2 separate regions of the Triticum aestivum genome follow, and region 2 is linked to region 1. A link is a contact called in public Hi-C data. All regions are on one chromosome and are shown on one strand. The core of a region is the stretch at or near the end of the contact, and the rest is flanking DNA. Distances in the headings are between cores, read along the strand shown. Region 1 holds the start of LOC123107192. Region 2 has its middle 5.7 kb from the start of LOC123104068.

Region 1 (2,720 bases), core at 139-2,638:
CTCTTGAATGAACACAACACATGGCGTGCCACGGGAAAGTCACATAATGTTTAGTGTCTTGAGGGGCACACGTGCTATAGGCGTGATAAGTTACGCAAAAACATCATGGTAATTTTTGACCTATGGAAAAAGCTACCGAAACACACCTAGGTTTTTAGGTGCAAGTACCATGATAATATATGAACCGTAGACCTGGTAACTCATGTACAATCCCTCATGGTAACTTTGACCGGGGGAGGTTGATGTACATATACCCTGATAACTTATGTGTAAGTACCATGGTATTTTACACATCGAATACCTTATAACTTGTGTACAAAACACAGTGGTAACTTTGAAAGGGTGTAGTTGTTGAAGCATAGTACCTGATACGTTCTATATAAATAGCACGGTAAATTATGCAACACAGGCCTGATAACTTGCATACAAATATCATGGTAACTTTCTCCTGAGAAGAAATCATGTGGTAGACGTGAAGAAGTGACAGTTTTCTCGGGGGTGAGCGTCCGAGATGTGCGGGAGAAGCAGATTTCTCAGGCGAGCTTGCGGGGTCATTTGGGAAGAGGCGAGGTCAAAGAACGAAGGGATCGTATAGTACTTTAAAATGAAAGAAATAGAGGTGTGGCAGTTTTGCTTATATGGCACACGTGTGCCAAATATCACAGTCATTTTCCTTTTACCCTTTTCTTTTTCCTGTTTGTCCTTTTTCCTTTTTAATTTTTTACTTTGTTTTGCTAACTTTTTTTTTCAAAAAAATCAATATTTTTTCCATCGAATTCATCTTTTTATCAATATTTAAAAAATGTTCATCAAATTCAAAGTGTGTTCATGAAACTAAAAAATCTTTTATGTAACTCTACATTTTATTCATCTTTGTCAAAAAATGTTCATCGATTTCTAAAAAATTTCATCAAATTCAAATTTTATTCGTCCATTTTTTTTAAAAGTTCATAGTGTTCAAAATTTGGTCAGCGTAACTTTTTAAAATGGTCATCAAATTCAAAATATGTTCATTCATCTTTCAAAAAGTTCATCCTTATTTTGTTGAATGGAGAATTTTTTTCATCAAGCTTAAAAAATGTTCATCAAATTCATGGCCCAAACGCCATCTTCCTGCCAAGAAGTCCCGGCCATGACGGCCGACAGTTCTTATACGCTAAAAAGAATGACAGCCGGCAGTGGGCCCGCCACGTGGAGCCACTCCCTCTCGCGGAGCAATACACGTATTTCAGCTGTCTTCAATGCAAACCGCATCACTGAAGTTCTACATGCCCGAACCTACACGCGTTGCACGCGAAGGATCGTTGCAGCAAAACTCCACGTAGCCAAGGTCGAAAGAGAAATCTTACTCGTCCACAGGCCTCGCGGCAGTCGCATCAACTGGCGCCATCTTTCAGAGCCTCAAGTCCCATGTCGCCCTCTTCCCCTACGCAACACGCTCCAGGAACCACAGCGTCGTCGTCGTCATCGTGCTTCGCTCTAGCATGGCACGTGTGGAGCCTATGCGCGCTCCACATCGCCCTCGTCCTCTCCTCCGTGGCCGCGGCCGCCCTCATCGTCGTGCTGCTCCCCTTCGCCTGCGCGGCCGCCTCCCTCTGCCTCGTCTGCGCGATCACGGCGCGGTTCCTCTCGTGCCCCGCCTCCTTTGCGCCACTGGATCGGACGGCGGCACAGAGCGCCGGCGCCGACGGTGACGCGTACTCATGGGAGGAGGAGGAGGAGCACGGCGGGGGAGCAGAGCTAGAAACACGCAGCCGGGAGTGCACCGCTGCTTACATCGATGGAGCCCATGAGTCCATCGATCCTTACGCTGATGAGCAAGATCGTCGGTTTTTGTTGGCGGAAACTGGGAACTACTACTACTGCAAAAAAGTGAGTGAGCATTTCTTCTCTATCCATGCGCTCTGTTTTCGGCTGTTGTTCGTGCTATCGGCTTAGTTAACTGGACTGGACCGTGTGCATGCAGTTCTACGATCTCCTGGCTTTCTGGAGACGCAAAGAGAGAGACTGGAGAGGGTGAACAGTACACACGATGGCACATACAGGTTCAGGCGCTCAGGGTAGTGTGATTACGATGTGCTTATCCGCAAAGACTGCACTGGGCTGCAAGGTTCGATTGTTCTGGGCCACACGAACCTGAGAAAAACGGGGTGTGTGGTTCTGCCCTGGTCCAGGCCCATTAGGGAACCGCTCTGATCTCTAGGTTTTTCTTGAAATCACTAATTAAGGAGTACTCATTGCAAAGAACACTCCACTTTCTCAAGTCGTGACAAGTGGCGTACATGCAGCACGTCACTTGTCGCAACCTAGGAGTTTTTCTTTTTTCGTAGATTTGTTTATTCAAAATGTTTTATCTCTTAAACCGTGCGTCCAAATCTCGAACCGTTTTCATCATTGAATTCCTCGCGTCGAGATCTTTAAAACTAGATCCCATGTTGATAGATTTTGACGAACTTTTTTCCACGAAAAAAAACCGGACAAAAAGACCGGGCGAAAAAACAGAACCGGGATCACGGTTTTTTCCTTTTTCGAAAGAGGCACGTCCATGCCTCTCGCGAAATCACAACTGTGTCTCTCGTGAAAGTAAAACCGTGACTCGTAAAAGGAAAAAAACAGAAAACATGTTTTTCTTTCGTTTCTGAGAGGCACGGCCGTGACTCTCGCGAAGGCACAACCGTGCCTCTCGCGAAAGCAAAACCGTGACTCTCGCGAAAAGAAAA
Region 2 (2,814 bases), core at 72-2,571, 300 kb before region 1:
GTCCGCGGCACCATCATGCGCGCAACATCCCACCATGTGTGCACCGCCTTCTTCCCCACTTTTCGTTTCCCTTCCTAACCTTGTTTATTCAGACTTTTGATCACAAAAATAAACTTGATTAGACGACACCAACACACGCCTACGGTGGTCTCGTGCATGCATGTACAGGCAGCGATGTGAAAGCGGAGCTAAAGAACGAGGAAAAAACGCTGGAGGAAATGATGGCGTCGTAGCTAATGACGTCTAATCATGGAGGGTCACATGACCACTACGACGAACCTACTTGTCCGTCTACTGGAAAACAAAGGTTGGAGACGCGACGCCCATGCCGCACCGCCTCGGCCACAAAAGGCCGGCAAGCCGGGCGTAAACAAAGAGCACGCACCCCGTCGTCGTCGTCCTTTGGACGGAGAGAGAGGGAGAAGATAGTTAAGTATGCAGCGCATGTTGGCTAGCTAAGCATGCAGCGCACCTTCCCCCGCAAAGCGGCACGCGATTAACTTACTAAATTTCGTAGATTAGGATATAGCTAAAGAGGCTGTCGACACCTTGACAGAGTGGAAGATTCCGAGGGATAATTAAAGGGCCAAAGCTTAGGCGTTTTAAAATGGGGTTTACAGATGAGCAAAGCACGGCCGCTCTGTGCTTTGTGTGTGTGTGTGTGCTTCTTTACCGTGGCTCGCTCGGCTCAACTAGACGACATTCCCTGCGGCTGCAGGGCCTTCTGGTTGTTTAAGAAAATCGGCCTTGGGATCTGTAATTAAATGCGATCGCTCCGCTGATCCGGGCCTCATGCGTGCATGTGAGGGGTTGATTAGCGCGGGAGGGAGGGTTGATGATGGTGGTGGATCGTTGCTGCTGGTGCCGGGGGTCGACGCGTGGGTGGGGGAGTGCGGCGTGAGTGGGGAGGGGGATGGGATGGGCCGGCCAGCGCGCGGCGGGTCACGTGTGGTGTGGGCGCCCAGCGGCCGGTGGTCATGTGGCCAGCCAACGCACCGGCGCTGGTCCTGCCCCGGGTTCCCGGCCTGCACGAGACCCGGCCAGCAGGCGACCTGGCGCTGCCTCTGAGTAGGTGATATGGACTGGTCTCGCCTGTGAAGTCACGCATGGCACAGTGGCACGGTTGATACCGGCGCCGCTACGGCCGTGGTGGTAGACCACGGGCGGGCGCAGGGCAGGGCGGGTCCATGATCGACGAGGTGGCGTGCGCCGCGGCCGAACCGAAAGACAAGGACGCAGCGAGCCGGGCACGTGAGGGGTCGGTCGGTCGCGGCCCACGCGCACGCACAGCACAGGGGCACAGCGACGTGTGTGTGGCGGGACGCTGCGGTCACGTCTCGCGGCGGCCTTCGAGTCGTGGGGAGAGCAGTGCAGGGGGCCCCGTCGGAGGAGAGAACGCAGCGCGGTCACGTGGGCGTGCCGTCGACTGCGACCCGCCCAGGCGGCCGGGGCCCCCGGCCTTGCGCTCACGTGACCCCGACCGTGGCTCGTCCGGCGGCAGTCTGGTCTGGTTGGGGTCGCACCCGTTGCTCGCTTTCATTGCGTACCCTACGGCCTACGCGCCAACTGCGGGTTCAGAGTTTCAGACGTGACCGGACATTGTTGAATAAACCACACGCCCCTGTCACGTTTCAGTTTTTCTCAGCTAGCACGCTTTGTTTTACGTCGGAACAACTTCAATGCCCTGATCCAAACGAACACGTGCTTTGTCTTTTTTTCGTTTGAATCGGCGGTTCGCTCATTATCTGTCTATTTTTTGTTTGAGTCGACGGTGCGTCCAAAGCGCAGACCCATTTTAAGTTTGCACAGAATTTTAAAAAGGCCCGTGACCAAAAATAATGTCAGCGGTTATGCCATCACCCAAAATTCATGTCAGGACCATGCCAGCCTCCAAAAAACCACCGCACAGTTTATGCTAGCGCATTTGCCAACGACCGACACATATGCCAACACATAGAAAAAAGGGCTGACAGTTCAACCACGCCATCTTGGTTGTGGCCATGTCAGCGCTGACATAGAAAAAAGATGACGCTCTCCGTCATAGATCACTAGTCATCGAACGTAAGCATGTCGGTTTGCATCTTCTCGAACAAAGGCCTCTTCCTGGCGACACCATGCTCAAGTCCATCTTCATGATCTCCACCAACAGCATCATGCTACGAGCGCCATTTCTTTTGTTTTGGTCTTGGCATTGATGGCCTCAATTTCGAGCATCTTCGTTTGCTTCTCCACTACAGGACATCCCTCGATGCTTTCAAGGGTGACACAAAACTTGTTGCACTCTTGTCGTATCTGTTGGGGACGTTGCATGAAAAACAAAAAATTTCTACGCACATGCAAGATCTATCACCGATGCGTGTCGGTCCTAAACAAACGGTTTTTAACCTCTTTTCGCGACGGCATTTGGAACCGTCGCCAAGTGAGTGTGCGCGATAGGGGGTCCTTCCCACACGATACAGAAACCGTCGGGATAGAGCCCCTACAGTACACCTACTCGTTTCTGCTCGCATTGCCATCGCAGTCGGTATTCTGTGGTGCTACGTTTATGATGCGCGGCCCATCACAAAAGGTTCACTATTATAAAACATGTATGATGCGCGGCCCATCACAAACGGTTCACCGTTAAAAAGATTAGCTAATCGTCGTACAAGTGTCTGACAGGATTACAAAACGTCGGACCGTCGTAACATCGTCGTACACGACAACTATCGCACATGCTATCCTGTGGTGCAACGTTTACGATGCATACTTCATCAGAATCAGTTCATGGTTGCGAATCGTGTACGATAAGACAACTAACACAAACGTTTAGTT

Evidence for each region. Hi-C and Micro-C count contacts between places; a contact is called where the count stands out from the background.
Region 2: a Hi-C map of leaf shows a contact between it and region 1, with 4 times the contacts expected there. The contact joins the enhancer-like site here to the promoter of LOC123107192 in region 1. A contact is called at or near these places in 2 of 5 Hi-C or Micro-C datasets (leaf and root).

What each region holds. Positions count from the first base shown.
Region 1 is chr5A:467,534,602-467,537,321 of IWGSC CS RefSeq v2.1, reverse strand. LOC123107192 reads left to right here and starts at 1,388. Exons shown (of 2, transcript XM_044529194.1): 1 at 1,388-1,872; 2 at 1,967-2,283. The coding sequence starts at 1,411. The coding sequence ends at 2,020.
Region 2 is chr5A:467,839,233-467,842,046 of IWGSC CS RefSeq v2.1, reverse strand. No RefSeq gene overlaps it. Among protein-coding and RNA genes, the nearest start is that of LOC123104068, 5.7 kb to the left of the region's middle. Within about 2 kb of position 1,321, at least 8 of the 8 cell types and tissues checked have an H3K27ac peak or open chromatin away from gene starts, as enhancers often do. A contact at or near this core is called in leaf and root, where this site is marked.